Regions from separate parts of the Mus musculus genome. Here region 2 is linked to region 1. A link is a contact called in public promoter capture Hi-C data. All regions are on one chromosome and are shown on one strand. Each heading gives the region's core, a stretch centred on a gene start, on an enhancer-like site or on the middle of the called end of the contact. The rest is flanking DNA. Distances are from core to core; before and after follow the strand shown. Region 1 holds the start of Psg16 (pregnancy specific glycoprotein 16). Region 2 holds the start of Psg28 (pregnancy-specific glycoprotein 28).

Region 1 (4,822 bases), core at 938-3,437:
TTGCTTCTTTGGATCATTTGCTTGGAGAATTGTTTCCCAGCCTTTTACTCTGAGGTAGTGTCTGTCTTTGTCACTGAGGTGGGCTTCCTGTATGCAGCAAAATGTTGGGTCCTATTTATGCACCCAGTCTTTTAGTCTATGTCTTTTTATTGGGGGAATTGAGTCTTTTGATATTAAGAGATATTAAGGAAAAGTGATGGCTTCTTCCTGTTTTTTTTTTTTTTTTTTTTTTTTTTTGTTGTTGTAGGAGGTGGAATTATGTTTATGTGGCCATCTTCTTTTTGGTTTGTTAAAAAGAAGATCATTTTATTGCTTTTTCTAGGGTGTAGTTTACCTCCTTGTGTTGGAGTTTCCCTTTTATCTTCCTTTGTGGGGCTGGATTTGTGGAAAGATATTGTGAAAATTTGTCTTTGTCATGGAATATCTTGGTTTTTCCATCTATAGTAATTGAGAGTTTTGCTGGGTATAGTAGCCTGGGCTGACATTTGTGTTCTCTTAGTGTCTGTATGATGTCTGACCAGGATCTTCTGGCTTTCATTGTCTCTGGTAAAAAAATCTAGTGTAATTTTGATAGGCCTGCCTTTATTTGTTACTTGACTTTTTTTCTCTTACTGCTTTTAATATTCTTTCTTTGTTTTGTGCATTTGCTGTTTTGATTATTATGTGACGGGAGGAATTTGGAGCTCTGTAGTCTTCTTTTATCTTCATGGATACCTCTTTCTTTAGGTTAGGGAAGTTTCCTTGTATAATTTTGTGAAGATATTTGCTGGCCCTTTACCTATTATCCTTAGGATTGGTCTTCTCATTGGGTCCTGGGGATGTGGCTCAGTTGATGGAGCACTTTCCCAGCATGGAAGAGGCCCTAGATAGCATCATCAAGGAATGAAAACGGCACTGTAGAGAGAATATCTTGTGTCTGTATAGATGTGGCACTTATCAATAAAAATCTGGTGGCTTCTGGCTTAGGCAGGAAATAGGAGGTGCGACATCTTGGAGGCAGAAAGGATCTGGGATAGTAACAGGTACGGGAGACTTGCCTAAGAAGATGTGACAAGACCTGAGCACAGGTAATGTAGATTAGAATAAATAGACTATTACTTACTATTTTCCTGACCCTATGGGTACCCCAATTTAAACACACATATGTAAAGATTCAAAGCTAGCACCCACAAATGTGAGAGAACACATGCCATTTGTCTTTCTGGGTCTGGGTTACTTCACTCAGAATCATTATTATTTCTGAAACAAGGTCTCTCTAAGGTAGCCCTGGCTGGCCTCCAACTCACTGTATAGATGAGAATGATGTTGAAGCCCCTATCCTCCAGCCTCCACCTCCCAAGTGCTGAGATTACAGGCATGTACCACTATGCCCTGTAGAAGTTTGATGGTTCTTCCTCCCAGTCCCATGTTCCCTAAAATAAGACTCAGACTCAAAATATATTTACCAACACCTTGGCCATATAGCTAGGCTCTTCTCTGACTAGATCTTAACTTAAAATAGTCTATTTATTCTAAGTGCTCCATCAACTGAACCACATCCCCAGCTCTGATTTTTGTTCATCCTTGAAGCTGGTGCCTAGCCTAAGTGACAATGGGATTTTAATTCCACTCTTTTATTTTTCAAAGATTTTTTATTTTTGTTTTATGTGTATGAGTGTTTTTCCTGCATGTGTGTCCAAGAACCACATACGTGCCCTGCCCCAGAAGAAGCCAGAAGAGAGTGTCGGAGGAGGTCTTGGAGCTCTGGATGGTTGTGAGCTTCCCCGGAGATGCTGGCAACTGAAGCAGGGTTTTCTGTAAGAGTAACATGTATTCTTTACTGTTGGGCCATCTTGCCAACTCCTAATTCTACTTCACATAAGTAACTACTGAAGACATTGTTTATTACTAACAAGGTCCCCCTCACATCCCCTCCCCATTCCATCTTGTTCCAGGTTCTGTCTGATGCACCATTTTATAACGCTGCGGACTGTTTTTGCCATTGACTGTCCTTTCCTCACAATAAAAGACACAAGAAAACTGGGCTGCTTTTAAGGTGCTCTTGTTTTTGCTGTCATAAGTCATTCCACAGTCCAGGGCCGACCAATGCCCCAATCTCCTATTTGCATTGTGTCAGCCATAGCCCAGAGTGTCCACTAGGTGGCGAGCTCATTCCAGCACCTGAGCTCTTTTGTACAATAGGTGGTGGCGCTTACAAATGAGGACATTTTGGGAGTCTTGATACTTGCAGTATCATTATGAGAGTGGGTGGACAGGGTGACCAGTGGGAAGCCAGCCTCATCTACGTGGTCTCTGGTCAATGTCCAGGAATTATGAAGTGTTTATTGGCTCCACCCGACTTCACCGTTTTAAACACAGAGAAACCAGGAAAAAGCAGGGCAAGAGCTCGTTGACTCCCTGGCTTCAATCATCTGATGACCTAGATACCAGCAAGTGACCAGCTGGTGGGTATGTATACAGCATGGAGACGCTGGGCAAGGGCGGCTCTGGGTGGGAGAAATGTAAGTAAGATAGCATGTGGGCTTTGCTGTAGTGGCTGTTTATTTGGCTTATCTGTAAACCACAGCTTTTTTTTCTGTGTGTGTGCGTGCGTGCGTGCGCATGTGCGTGCGCGTGTGCATGTGCGTTTCAGCGTGTGGCCTCAGGCAGCTGCTACTGCTGTCTAGATAATAAAGCCCAAATCGCTTAGCACTTTTGAATCCCGTCTGGGATGTGGTAGTCTCCTCTCAGGCGAGTACTGTGGCCATCTGTCGCCTCGCACACCTGACTCAAGTTAGTCTGTTTTCATTCCCATCCTCTAACAGTTAAAACCAAGATGACTTTGCGAAAGAGATCAGCAAAGGCCTAATCGATTCATACAATTCCTCCATTTTGATTGAGGCGTGTGAATAACTTGATTTCCTCCCTAGTCTTGACTTCTCTGTGCCATCGCTCTCTGTAAAGGCCTACCAGGAGAGGTGTTTATTTTATTTTATTTTTAAAAAACTTTTTACTAGATATTTTCTTCATTTACATTTCAAATGCTATCCCAAAAGTCCCCTATATCCTCCCCCCTACCCTGCTCCGCTACTCACCCACTCCCACTTCTTGGCCCTGGAGTTCCCCTGTACTGGGGCATAAAAAGTTTGCAATACCAAGAGGCCTCTCTTCCCAATGATGGCCGGCTAGGCCATCTTCTGATACATATGCAGCTAGAGACACGAGCTCTGGGGGTACTGGTTAGTTCATATTGTTGTTCCACCTATAGGGTTGCAGACCCCTTTAGCTCCTTGGGTATTTTCTCTAGCTCCTCCATTGGGGGCCCTGTGATCCATCCAATAGCTGACTGTGAGCATCCACTTATGGATGCTAGGCCCCGGCATAGTCTCACAAGAGACAGCTATATCAGGGTCCTTTCAGCAAAATCTTGCTGGCATATGCAATAGTGCCTGGGTTTGGTGGCTGATTATGGGATGAACCCCCAGGTGGGGCAGTCTCTGGATGGTCCATCCTTTTGTCTCAGCTCCAAACTTTGTCTCTGTAACTCCTTCCATGGGTATTTTGTTCCCTATTCTAGGGAGGAGCGAGGTATCCCCACTTTGGTCTTCCTTCTTCTTGATTTTCTTGTGTTTTGCAAATTGTATCTTGGGTATTCTAAGTTTTAGGGCTAGTATCTACTTATCAGTGAGTGCATATCAAGTGACTTCTTTTGTGATTGGGTTACCTCACTCAGGATGATACCCTCCAGATACATCCATTTGCCCAAGAATTTTATAAATTCATTGTTTTTAATAGCTGAGTAGTACTCCATTATGTAAATGTACCACATTTTCTGTATCCATTCCTCTGTTGAGGGACATCTGGGTTCTTTCCAGCTTCCAGCTATTATAAATGAGGCTGCTATGAACATAGTGGAGCATGTGTACTTCTTACCAGTTGGGACATCTTCTGGGTATATGCCCAGGAGAGGTATTGCAGGATCCTCAAGTAGTACTATGTCCAATTTTCTGAGGAGCCGCCAGACTGATTTCCAGAGTGGTTGTACAAGCTTGCCAACAATGGAGGAGTGTTCTTCTTTTACCACATCCTTGCCAGCATCTGATGTCACCTGAATTTTTGATTTTAGCCATTCTGACTGGTGTGAGATGGAATCTCAGGGTTGTTTTGATTTGCATTTCCCTGATGATTATCATCTTTTCAGGTGCCTCTCAGCCCTTTGGCATTCAGGAGAGGTGTTTATTAATCACCTAACATAACTCAACTGACTACTCATGAATAAGCTACCCTCAGCAACCACCAACTGCCAGTCCAAAAAGGAAACTTTAACACTTTATTTATTAAAAGCATCTTATTTTTCTTTTCTTAAAAAAATTAATTAATTATGTATAGTGTTCTGCCTGCATGCCTGCCTGCATGCCAGAAGAGGGCACCAGATTTCATTACAGATGGGTGTGAGCCACCACGTGGTTGCTGGGAATTGACCTCAGGACCTCTGGAGGAGCAGTCAGTGCTCTTAACCCCTGAGCCATTTCTCTAAGTCCCTCTTTTTATTTATTCATTTTACATCCTGATCTCAGCACTTTGTTTCTCCTGTGGACTGAACCTCGGAACCTGTAAGTCAGCCCTGATTAAATTAAGAGTTGTTTTGGCTATGGCGCCTCTTCACAGCAATGGAAACCCTAAGACAGCTGGGCTCCCAGGAACTGAAACCTAGGACAGAGGCCTGTAATTCCTGTTATCTTTTGATCAGAGCCTCTGAGCAGTCCTTGGGTTTGTCTGACTTCCAGCAAATCATCATCAAACACATGAGCAGATGGCCTAGCTTGGACACTAACCTGAATGG
Region 2 (4,822 bases), core at 1,333-3,832, 1.4 Mb after region 1:
CCAGGTATACAAAGAAGAGATAAAAGCAAGGGTAGTTAAAAAGTTGATAGAGAGATAGATAAAAGTTGAGGTCCTGATTCCAGGCATATAGGTTTATTCGTATTCCTTGAGTGTCCCCAGACTATGCCTGCTCTTCACTGTGGGGACTGCAGCTCATGTCTGGAGAACTGTCCACATCAGTGACGCCTGTTCTATTTGCTTATAGGTGAGAATGAGCTGGCCTCAAAAGAAAAGAACTTGTCAGTAGGATCTGTGTCCTTTCTCCCTTTCTGATGGGAAACCAACTTTCCTAGAAGTCTCATAAGCCTAACAGGACAATGGGTTAATGTCCTGGGAATCTGCCCTGCTGTGTTCTCCCTCTGGGTCACTAAGATGACCAGGAGACATAGACTAATTCTGGATCTCATGGCAGTACACGCTTTGGTTCCACATGGAGCAAGACATTGTCTACAACAAGCAATCTTCTCTGCAGACAGGAAGTCAAGATCCAGCCCTAGCACAAAGCTTCTCAGGGCCCACAGGAGGTGAGGGTGGAACAGAGGTGTGGAGTCAGGGGTTTCTGGTACTCAGCTCTGTAAGATGCCCATGACTTCCACAGGCCCTTCTTTCTTCCCTCAACACTTTCTCAAGAACGGTTCCCTATGAAGGACCCCCAGATCTAGACAGAGGCTGATGTCCTTGGCTGACTTGCCCACCCTGCATCCAGGTTTGTCCAAGGTGCAATCAAATGAGGAATTCTGCACAATTGACGTTATTCTCCACCATGTGTGTCCTGCACTAAATGCTCAGTCCCCAACATGGAGACACAATACAGAGGGAAAGGAGAGACAGGTCAGGCCTGATACTTCTGTGTGCCTAGTAAGAAGACCCAACCCAGATTTCAAAAAGAATTACTTACAGTACACGTGCAAGTACAGGGATGTATTTGATACCATTTCTCCTTGTTTACTTATGGTTTGAAAGGTGTAATATCCTGTGTCCTCCTGTGTGACATTTTGGATCCACAGGGACCCGTTGATGTATAATGTCTCTCTGCCGCTGTGCTTCAGCCCCTTCGCTGTTAAACTATAGTACAGTGCAATTGCATGTCTCAAATTTGTCATTCCTCTGTACCAGCCAAACACTAGAAGATTCTCTGGCATATTGTCAACACGTAGAAGAACATTTTCTCCTTCAACCACTTGGGGTGGAAAGGATTCAATGGTGACTCTGGCAGTGGTGGGCAGGTGCCAGCAGGTTAAGAGGAAGGCTAGAAGGGAACAGAGAGAAGCAACCAATAATGAGCAGGTGTCAGCATCCCTCAGCTTATGCCTATGTCTAGGGGTATGAACATAATGGAGATGAGCAACATAACCTCCATGACCTCAGAGCTTCAGAGGGTATCATGTCATCTCTGAGGAATCCTCTACTCAGGTGTCCTCACATCATTCTTCACATAAAGAGTGTCTGGTGTCAGGAGAAGTGGCTCTCTGACCTCCTCCTCCATGCAGTCCTCACATTCTGAATTGTTTTCTGTTCCATTAAACCAGTGACTTTTTCCTCTGTATACTCTGAATTCCCATCCACAAGTAAAGGCCTTTGTAATGACAATTATTGTAATTATCTTTTTGGAAATGTCAGTTCCTGAAAAGATCTCAGAGAATAATGGGGTTGAAAAGGGGAGGGGACAAAGGAAACAGGAAAGAATAAAAGAATTAATGAAGGAAAGAAAGAAGGAAGGAGAGAGGGGCGGATGCAAGGAAGAAAAAAAGAAAGGAAGAAGGAATGAAAGAAGGAAGGAAAAAAGTAAAGAACCAAAGAAGGATATCTCCATAGATTTATCTACATAGTTCCCAAATTTACAATAAATGGCAATCATTATATTTAAGGGTGGTTTAATAATTGTGTATTTGATGCACCAGTTTGGGAAGTCACATGTCTCGGTGTGCACATGGTGGGTACATGACCCTCACCTCTGTGTACAGAAAAGACCCTGCAGCACCCTGTATCTCCATCTACCCTGTGAGAGCTGAGGAATGAATTCAGACTGTTATGTCTCCACATACTGGGCCATCTTTGGAGAGTCACCCTGTCATGGTTAGGAACATCGGTCTTCGGACCATGGCAGCCAATGTGACTGATTTTGAACAGGGACAGCTGAGGCTTTTCTTTCCCTCCTCAGCTCCTGTCTGCTCAGAGTTTCCTGCTGCCGAGCCTCTGTCCCTCACTGTACCTTCTGCACCATGACTACAAACAGAAAACCAAGTCTTCTCTAGACATCTTCAAATCAGAGGACTTTGGGCTTCTGAGTTTCCCTTCCAACACACAATCAGATAGTTGGAATATTTACCTGTTAGGAGAACCCTCTGCCAGGAGGTACACCCGTTGCTGAAAAGTTCAGATGACACCTCCATATCTCTTCTCACTATACTGGCCTTTCTCTGAGGAGAAGACCTTCAGCTCCTGCAAGGCACCTGGCCTCTACTGTCCTTCCTCCTTCTGAGATGAGTGTTCTCTCAGGCAAGAGCACTTCCCAAAATCCTATGGGCTGTGTGCGGTGGGGTCTGAGTCCATAGAAGTGCTCAGTCACTTCCACTCTCAGTGCTGCACCTCATCTTTCTCACATTTTCTCTCTTTATGATTCTCCTCCAAAAAGACCTTGAGCAACAAGGCTGATAAGCATCGACATGCCCTCAGAGAACAATGACTCATCCATGGGCTGACATCTGCTGACTCCTGGACATGAGTCTGTCAGCATCAAAGAGGGAGCTTCCATCTTTCCTACATGTCCCTGTGACACACAGACCCAGCTGAGTTCCTAGTCTGTCTTGTGTACTCAGAGCTCTGGTAAGGTGGGTTTTTGCAGCAGGAAGGAGACAAAGATGTCTGTGATGGTTGGAAGGGACCAGCTCTGTGATGACTGGGGATGAAGATAAGCTATTTATCATTAATGTCACCAGTCAAGTTCCTGAATTGAAACAGAGTACTGAGAGCAGCTGGGTGGGGAATTTAATGTTCTTTGTTATGGGGAAGAAGTGACCTGTGTGTCCTGGAAAGGACTGTGGGCTCCTAACCTATGGACTGTTTCCAGGCAACCTTCTAGCATTATGGGTTGGTTGGACTGTGTGTTGGCTGAGCCCAACTGCTCTCTAGTCTCCCTGTGTCACCTATGTCCTTTGTCTGGTTAATTTCTGCAGCAAGGGTTCTGTATTCCCCTTGGTAGATGCCAGGAGGGAGGGAAATTTCAGGATAACCAGAGAGAGGGGTATCCATAAACACAAGAAACAGAGTATTTTCGAGAGAGAGAGAGAGAGAGAGAGAGAGAGAGAGAGAGAGAGAGAGATCCAGGTTAGTAGGGACAGGAATGGAAAGTAGTCTCCTAGGCAAGGTCATAGCTCAGGGAAACAATTGTCTGAGTGTGGAGTGACAGCTGCACAAAAGAAAACACGACTTCCTGTCTAGTTCTTGGGTACTGGAGTCCTGGAATTCTTCAGAAATACTTCAGATACACAAGGATTAGTTCTAGAGTCAGATTTAACTGTACAATTGTTTTCAATCCTTGGACAATTGTTCCCTTAAGCAGGTGATGGCCAAGATTAACATCAGCTCCACCATGCTTCACAGACACTTGAGAAGGCCCCTAGGGTGGAGACACTGGATACTTGGCTGGAGACAGATAACTTGTGTTTCACATACGTCACCTGTGGACTGGGTGGGGCTCATGTGGACAAGTTGTTCCCTCTGATTCAGTTTTCCTGTGACAGAAAATGAGGGAATCAAATGATGCAGTGTCTACAAGGCAGCCTTAATCATGAAAAAGGGCCTGACACTGGGGCAGGACAGCTGTCCAGATCAGAAGCATCTGACCATTTGTCTGAGGGGAGAATTCCTTAGACTTACTCTCTGGGACTCAAATCATCAAGTAGACCTATGTACTCTGTCCCTCTCCTGGGAGCCCTGACCTTCCTGTTAGGTCTCATAAGCCATCAGAACAATTATCTGATGGCCTGGTCACCTGGGCAGCTGTGTGCTCCATTCTGAGTCACAGAAGGAGATGCCCAGTGACCCTACAGCATTAATGGTTGGCTATGCTGTGTGTTAGCTGAGCACAGTTCTTGCTGGTCTTCCTGGGTCAGCACTGCTCTTTGTCTGGGTGATTCCCCATCAGAAATCCTGTCTTATACTATGTGAGATTACAGGAGTGAGGAGACTTTCAGGTTCCCCAGAGAGAGGGGTATTCTCAGACAAAAGAAACAGAGCTGGGTCGTGGAAGGGAGATCCAGGTTAGAAGGAGCAGGAATGGAAAGCAGTCTCCTAGGCAAGGTCATAGCTCAGGGAAACAACTGTCTTGAGGATTGAGTGTGCAACCTTGTATCACTCCTGGTCTTCTCTGGGAGAAATGTGTCTCATGTCTAGGACTACAACAGGTCAAGACATCAAATAATACCTGCCCTGATCCCTCCAGCATAGGTAGGATACAGGAACCTTCATCCTGCTCACTGTGTTATACAAAACTCCTGTTTCCATCTAGTATGGGGTGGGTCTAGGCAGACTTTCAGATTCTCCCTGGGAAGTCCTGGAGTAAAGTTGCATGAAATGTGCATGAAGAAGATGGGTCCCTTGGGTGGAGCCTTTTGCTCACAAAATGTCAGTGGAAAGATGTCATGGTACATTTCAGACTCAAAGGAGAGGACAGTAATGGAAAGGGGGTATACATGTACTCACTAGCCCATGTCTGGTGTCTCAATCCTTCTTTCTCTTGGCCCACTGGATACTGAGGGGTCTTCTACCGAGGACAGGGAACAGAGCAGTGATTCAAATGGAAGTGCCAACTGCTCTTCCC

Evidence for each region. Promoter capture Hi-C pulls out the DNA fragments that hold promoters and counts their contacts.
Region 2: a promoter capture Hi-C map of embryonic stem cells shows a contact between it and region 1, with 5 times the contacts expected there. The contact joins the promoter of Psg28 here to the promoter of Psg16 in region 1. A contact is called at or near these places in 2 of 39 promoter capture datasets (embryonic stem cells and liver).

The regions. Positions count from the first base shown.
Region 1 is chr7:17,071,853-17,076,674 of GRCm38.p6, forward strand. It overlaps Psg16 (pregnancy specific glycoprotein 16), which reads left to right and starts at 2,188. Exons shown (of 5, transcript NM_007676.4): 1 at 2,188-2,448.
Region 2 is chr7:18,429,473-18,434,294 of GRCm38.p6, forward strand. Psg28 (pregnancy-specific glycoprotein 28) reads right to left here and starts at 2,583. Exons shown (of 5, transcript NM_054063.4): 1 at 2,330-2,583; 2 at 899-1,249. The coding sequence starts at 2,393.